Linked DNA regions of Mus musculus: region 1 is linked to region 2. The links are chromatin contacts, called in public HiChIP or PLAC-seq maps. All regions are on one chromosome and are shown on one strand. Each heading gives the region's core, a stretch centred on a gene start, on an enhancer-like site or on the middle of the called end of the contact. The rest is flanking DNA. Distances are from core to core; before and after follow the strand shown.

What was found. HiChIP or PLAC-seq counts read pairs in DNA pulled down with a chosen protein or histone mark.
Region 1: an H3K27ac HiChIP or PLAC-seq map of embryonic stem cells shows a contact between it and region 2, with 2.7 times the contacts expected there. The contact joins two enhancer-like sites.

Annotation. Positions count from the first base shown.
Region 1 is chr6:135,699,039-135,702,706 of GRCm38.p6, forward strand. Gm38911 (a long non-coding RNA gene) reads left to right here. Exons shown (of 2, transcript XR_869507.2): 2 at 1,965-2,531. Among named protein-coding and RNA genes, the nearest start is that of Gm38911, 12 kb to the left of the region's middle. Within about 2 kb of position 2,088, at least 24 of the 459 cell types and tissues checked have an H3K27ac peak or open chromatin away from gene starts, as enhancers often do. A contact at or near this core is called in embryonic stem cells, where this site is marked.
Region 2 is chr6:135,082,820-135,086,751 of GRCm38.p6, forward strand. Gprc5a (G protein-coupled receptor, family C, group 5, member A) reads left to right here. Exons shown (of 4, transcript NM_181444.5): 3 at 624-679; 4 at 928-1,890. The coding sequence ends at 1,014. Among named protein-coding and RNA genes, the nearest start is that of Gprc5a, 19 kb to the left of the region's middle. Within about 2 kb of position 1,307, at least 22 of the 459 cell types and tissues checked have an H3K27ac peak or open chromatin away from gene starts, as enhancers often do. A contact at or near this core is called in embryonic stem cells, where this site is marked.

The sequences.
Region 1 (3,668 bases), core at 838-3,337, 620 kb after region 2:
TTGGACAGTGGTCCCAAATCCCATAGTCAATTCACAGTCAACAATTTCAAATGTAATAAATTCTCTTAAATCAGTGTTCTCTAAAAATTCCCGTGACATATATCATAAGAAATACTCCTCAGACAACCATGTGACAATGCATCTGAATTGAGACGTTCACAAGCACTTAACCTGTGGTATTTCCTATTTAATGTGACTTTGATTTCGGTACAAATGCCCATTGGATTCCACACAATGATTTCCCAGCTTAACCAGTGAGAGTCACAGGCTGCTAAGTGCTGCCCTGGCCAAGGAATGCATGATCTACGTTTCTCCTGCTCTCCCAAGCCACCAGTTTAGGTAACAGTCATTTAAAGAAGAAGTATCCTAATAATAGGCCTTGGAGCTGGTGTTTAATTACACAGTGTTGAACTTAAGTTAAATGACATATTCCCTCATGAGTTACAAGTAACGTAACTACAGAATCGCTGAAGGATTAGTTAAGACAGTTGTAATTGAAAAAGAAATATAATTAAGTTCAGAGAAGTCAACCGTCTCTGGAGCAAATCCCTCTTCTAGCAAAAGATTTCCTCTCGTGTGTGCCCCACTGGCTAAGCATCTTCCTGACAGGTGGAAACTGAAGTTACTCACAAGGTTACTAATTTACCCGCACAGTTATTTGGGCAAGATTGGTTGGATGCAAAAACCAATCAGCGTTTTTAGTTTTCAGGACGGGCCCTGTCTTCAGTGTGAAATTGGGGTCATTTTTGTCTTAAAGGAAAATTGTCCCAGCTATACAGGGGGACAAAGAGCGAAGCTGTACCCAGGTCTAACGGGAATGGGTCAAGAGAAGGAGAGCAGATGCGTGATAAAGATTTTATAGGGGGAAAGGACTGGAAATGGCAGGCGGGGGGCGGGGGGGAAGAGAGACAAACGCTAGTAAAAGAAAGAAAGGGACTTGCTCAAGGTGTGGCTGGGCTCGTGCTGACGATGTAGGGACAAAGACATGTAAGCTGAGAAACGGGACAGGGACAGATAGTGTGTTCTGTGCTTAGGAGGCAAGGAACCACGAAGCTCTGCGCCCATTGAATGGCACCAGTGTTTCAGAAGGCACGCCCCTGCTTAGGAGGCGTGGTGAAGTGCAGGAGTTGGGAGTCCAATTGGAGTTGAGGGTGTGTGAGCAGGAGAAAGAACAGGAGCTAGTGATGGCCGCATGAACAGTGGCACCCTGTGCTGCGGTGGCATCCAGGCAGATGTCAGTGCAGTTTGCCAAGATGAACTCAAGGAAGGTGAGGAGAGAGGGAAGATGGACTAGTAAATTGTTTACATTATTAGATGTTGGCATTTAGTCTAGGCTCCGCCCCGCAGTTATCTAGCAACAGTCCCATGTGTGCTTGACTCACTGTAAAAGGGGCTACTTGCCTCCTCCTCCTCCTCCCCCTTCCCCCCCCCTTAATTCCCCTCCCCATGCCCTGAATAAACTCTATTCTATACTATACCTTCATGTGGCTGGTCCCTCAGGGGAAAGGGATGGCTCAGCAAGGGCCCACAGAGGCATCCCCTTCCCCCACACCTGACTGCACCTCCACCAAACATATTTCTTCTCTCCCTTATATTTTTATAAAACAGAACACTAGTGAGTTAGTTTAGAAAGCTACGCTGGTTATCACCAAGAGACGCCTGGGTGTAGCAAGGATGAATCTGGGATGATCGCTCAGACCTGATTATTAGTATAGATCTACAATCATGAGCTCCAGCAGACAGTTCAATCAGTGTAAACAGAGAGCGCTTGCGGACTCAGAGCCCTTTTTCGAGACTGCCAATTCTCAACATTCCCTAAAAGTGACATAATACTACTTAGTGATGCCTCATCTCTAGGATGGATTAGCAATGCCGCTCTCTGCCCCAAATTTGAGGAGGGCTGTATGAAATAAGAGTCTGACGTCACATCTTTGTGTTTATTTTGACCACTGTTGTTTGGACAGCAAGTAGGAAAAGGTGGAGGAGAACAGAAACTGGAGCAACCGGAACAGAACATGTAGCTGATGGGGACAGGAAACGCAGAAGAAGAGGCAGGAAATACATCAGACGTGACTCGCCAATACAGCAGGAGGCCACAGCGGGGCAGACCAGAGACTGCAGAAAAGGAAGCAGCAGAAAAGAGGGCTGACTAGGCAGTTCTGTATCGTGATTGAGGGGAAACCCTCATGACAGTCTCACTTACTCAACTAATATTGATTGAACATCCACTCTGTCTTGAACATTTGTCTAAGTCCTAGGGGATAAATCAGTGAAGAAAACAAGATAAATATTCCCCATTTATAAGACAAACGTCACAGATGACAAGGGATCAAATTCTGAATCTGCCACTTCTTTCTTGTGTGGCCTGGAGAAGTTATTTAATCAAAGCAAGTTTTAGTTTACCAGTCCATCAACTGTTGTGATAACGGTCTGTGTGTCACTGTGTAGCTGGAAGCCACAGAAACATAATGTGAATCACTTGGCTCAGTGGACGGCACCTAATTATCCTCAATAAACGTTAACTACACTAAGTAGGCTGTGGGCTACTTTTTCCAGAGATGTGCATATGATGGTAATTAAAAGAGATCTGATTACAATTAAAACTGGGTCTGTGATTGGGGGTGGAGGAATTTCTCAGGATGGGAGAGGCCTGGAGTGTGTGTGTATGTGTGTGTGTGTGTGTGTGTGTGTGTGTGTGTGTGTGTGTATGTGTGGATGAGTGTGCTGAGTGTGTGGATGAGTGTGAGTGTGTGTGTATATGAGTGTGAATGTGTATGGATGAGTGTGTGAGTGTGTGTATATGAGTGTGAGTGTGTGCGTATGAGTATGAGTTTGTGTGTGTGTCCGCACGTGCACATGTATAAAAAGCAAGGAGGAGCAGGCTGAGTGTGTGGACCTGGGGCAGAGCAGAGTATCTATGGGTTGGCCTTGGGTGGAGCTGTAGGTCAGACTCATCTTACCCAGAGGGTCAGTCAGGTGAGACAGTAGCCTGACCTCCATACTCTTTTATTATATTTTCTACATATCTGTTTTTGGATCACACTGCTCACCCACTCAGGGAAGAAGTCATGAATGGGCAACTCCACCACAAGGGCAACCGTTGTCCCAAAAGTCAAGGCAAAAAAGGATTTCTATCATTGAGGCAACTGGAAAAGGCTCGAAAGAGAAGGTGACTCTTAAGTTGACATTTGGTGGGGTAATGGAGTCCTGGCAATACCAAGGATGCTTCGAAGGTGTTCACGTCCATTCACAGGTACAAAGTAGAAGACACAGATGGCTTAAGGTATCAACAACCAGAATTCTACTGTGTGGTCACCTTGCACATTTGAAGAACAGATGGGCCTGGAACTCTGAGGGGGAAGAAGAACCTTCAGGACACCATTCGTTGCCATTGTGTTGCTCCTGACCGAGTAAGGGAGGGCCTGACCTAGACTGCAGGGAATTTTAGGCATATTTCTGAGGTCGATTTGGCTGAGCTTTGCAACTGTCACATTCTTGAGATGGGAAATGGGGGAAGTCAAACCTGATCCAGCCTTGTGTTAACCAACCTGTTGCTGTGATGGAATACCCGAAGAAATCAGCTTATAGGGAAGGAAGGTTTGTTCTGGTGTGCTGTCTCACAGGCCTTACTCCACAGCTGGTTGGCTTCATTGCTTTAGGCCTATAGC
Region 2 (3,932 bases), core at 57-2,556:
TACACATGTATGTGAGGTCATTGGACCAGTTTCAGGAGCCTGTTGTCTCTGCCATGGGGGCCCTGAGATGGAACTCGGGCATCAGGCTGGGTGCCTTTACCCACTGACCTACCTTGACTGCATCTTAAATTTTTTTTTTTTTGAGACAAGGTCTCATGGAGCCCAGGTTGGGTGGGAACTCACTATGTAGTCGAGGATGACTGAACTCCTGACCCTCCTGCCTCCACCTGCTAGGTACTGGGATCACAGGTGTGCACCACGGATACCCAGGTCCTCACACTGTCTTAAATGAAGAAGCATTTAGCAAGGGGACAAGGGCAGGCACATTTGTCAGGAAACAGACCAGTTGCTTTAAAGTGAGCTCAAGGTTAAAAAGCCTATGATTTTTCCCAAGTACGTTGGGTTGCTCGTAAACTCTTCCTAGTTTAGGACAAGAGTAAATCTCGTGTGGTTCCAGGATGGGACCGTGCCTACTTTAGGACTGAGAGTCACGGTCTCTCCCTGCAAGAAATTTAAACTGCTGAGGCCCAGTGGGACCAACTGTCACAGACACCACACCGATAACAGCAAGGAAAGCACAGATGGGTCCTGGTGCCTCAGTTTCTCCTCTCCCTCTGTTTCAGGTCTTGAGATGGGGGACACACTCTATGCACCTTATTCCACCCATTTTCAGCTACAGGTAAGTGACCTTTGTCATTCCTCGATCACCCCGAAAGGGACAGTTGTCCTTTGGGAATAGATATTACCACCACTTTGGCGGCTCCTAAGTGGACACCATGAAGGGACGGCACACCTTCTTTCCTATACTCTGGGGTTGAGGTGGCCCATGGGTTCAGGGAGGACCTGTGAGAAGGAGGTCTTTTGGGACGGGCATTAGAGGCCATTGAGATGACTGTAATAATAACCATATTATTGCTTCCCTTACAGAATCACCAAAAGGATTTCTCTATCCCGAGGGCCCAGGCCCCGGCCAGTCCGTACAATGACTACGAAGGGCGCAAAGGCGACAGCTAACTGTTGGGAAGAGTGGGACAACCAGAGGCAGGTAGCAGCAGGTCCAGCCAGGAATCCTGCTGATGTGAACTGAACCCAGGGCATCCCAGGGAAACGGTACAGAGAGGCTTGCAACCTGCCCAGCACACCGCCGTCTTGCCTGGGGCTGCTAAGCCTAACAAACTGTCTTCAAAGAGCTCCAGGGTTTCATTTGCCCCATTCCTAGGACACTTCTGGGAGGTGGGAGTCTTGGCAACTCCGGGTGAGACTCTTACCTCTCCCGGGAGTATGAGCAAACCTCCAGTCATCTGACTGCTCACTGTTTGGTCATCCTTGGAAGCCAATTCACCTAACCCACGGTGGGTTCTATGAGGATTTGCTCCATACCAAGCAGAACTGAAGATTTGGATAAACCCAGAAAGGTCTGGGTCTCCGCCTTGTCCATCTCATCCACACTGGAAGCTAATCTGATCGCGCCCTCCAAGGCTTTCCTGCCGGGGGAGGAACGGCTAAAGGTCACGTGTCTACCCTCAGTGCACTGCCCCACAGTGACCTCTTGGTGCAGACACTGATTTCCAAGGGCCACATTTTCATCCCAATCGCCTCCAAACTCACTGCCAACCCCAGACCTCTGTGTCCTTTGCCAGGAGCTCTTTGGGATATTACTGGAGTAGACAAGGTCTGTTTCTCTCTGCCAGGAGAATTTGGGTTTTGTTCTCGCTATAAATTCCTGGCCCTTGCTCTCCCCCCCCCCACCCCATCCTCAGTAATACGCTCACCCTGACCTCCTGACCTCCCTACGTGTCTATTCTTGGGATGGGATGTATTTGTTATGTGGTAAGTTATTCACCTGGGTATGCAATAAAGATGTGGTCACAACTATTTTTAAAATCTAAATGTTATTTATTTATTTATTTATTTATTTATTTATTTATTTTCTTGAAAAAAATATGATTTAAAGATTTTGTGGGTATGAGTTTGCACATGCTGCGGGGAGGCCAGGGAATAACTTCACAAACTCTGCCGGGCAGAGGATTAGGAGTCTCTGTGCTATGGAGAAACTAGGATTCTCATACTTAGCCATAGCACGACACGCAAGTGTGAGCTTAGTTAGGGACTTGCTCCTTAAAGAGACAGGTAGATTTCTGTGAGTTTGAGGCTAGTCTGTTCTACACAGGGAGACCGGGCCAGAGAACTGGCAGCGTGGCTTACCTGTAATCTCCTGCTGAGGCAGGAGGATTGCCATGATTTCTGAGGCCAGTCTGAACTACAGAGTAAGACTTTGTCTCAACAACAACAACAATAAAAACAAACAAAGCCACAGAAAAGCGAGTTAGGGCTGTGAAGAAGTGTGGGTATTCACAGCTCGGGTATTGATAGCTCATAAAGGCTGGCAGGCTGCACTTTCATTTGCCTGGTTGTTTTTTTTTTTTTTTTTTACTGATTGAAGACAGAATGACAGAGTTGGTGAGAACCTGAATTCAATCTCCGGATCTGCATAGTGGAGCGAGAGCAGATTCCTGAGGTAAGTCCTTCTAGACTCGCCTAGTCTTTCTCAAGAACCCAGTGGGGTTTCTTGTGAGGAAAAAAAAATTATATATATAGTCTTAGTTGGGGCTTCATTGCTGTGAAGAATGAAGAATGCTGTCACCAAGGCAACTCTGACAAAGGCAGACATGTAATTGGGGCTGGCTTATGGTTTCAGAGATTCAATCAATTATTTTTTTTTTAAAGATTTATTTTATTAATATATGTAAGTACACTGTAGCTGTCTTCAGACACTCCAGAAGAGGGAGTCAGATCTTGTTGGGGATGGTTGTGAGCCACCATGTGGTTGCTGGGATTTGAACTCTGGACCTTCGGAAGAGCAACCGGGTGCTCTTACCCACTGAGCCATCTCACCAGCCCAGATTCAATCAATTATTATCATGGCAGAGAAACATGGCAGTGTGCAGGCAGACATGGTGCTGGAGAACAAGCTGAGAGTTTTACATCTCCATCCGGAGGCAGCAGGAGATGGTCTGCCACACTGGCTGTAGCTTGAGCATAGGTGACTTCAAAGCCTACCCCCACAGCAAAACACTTCCTCCAAGGCCTTGCTTACTGCAACAGGGCCACACCTCCTAATAGTGCCACTCCCTATGGCCAAGTATTTAAACACATGATGTTCCTAGCCAGGCATGGTGGCTCTCACTTTTCTAATGCTCTGGAGGCTGAGGTAGGGAGACTACCATGATTTTAAGACCCAGCTTAGGCTACAGTGTAAGGACCCTGTGCCATGACTCCTCACTAAATGTATATTCATGTTTTAATCTCACAACACAAAAATCAACACAATGGAGCTCTGAATTCAAAAGGTGTGGATCTTCCTCTGCACCATCAAGCCAGCAGTATCACAGTGGAAGCCCGGGAAGTGACCTGTGATTTAACTCAAATCTTACACCATCTACCTGGAGACAATATCACATCCCATGGATTGAGAGAGCCCAGAATTCCAAACGGATCACCATCACTTGTTTATCAGTCTGGTCCCTGGGTGCTAGATCTGTGTTTCTAATTTCTCTGCTATAAACTGGGTGTTCTCACCCTTTCCTGTCAGGACTGACTCCCAGGAGTCGGGGAAATGTCTCTGCATTTGTTATAAAGGCTGCTGCAAAGGATACAGATGAGATCTACAGGCTAGCCATGGGAGAAGCTTCTGACCTTATGACTCTATGTGCACCATCCACCAGGGCAGGCCAAGCACGTAGCCTCCTGAAGCGTTTTGGATTGTGTCTGAGTTTGTATGGAGTTGGTGTGCCTAGCAGGACTGCAGATAGATGTGTGTGTGTATGTGTGTGTGTGTGTGTGTGAGAGAGAGAGAGAGACAGAGACAGAGACAGAGACAGAGAGAGACAGACAGAGACAGAGAGACAGACCCTGCAAGGCTTGTGTATTCC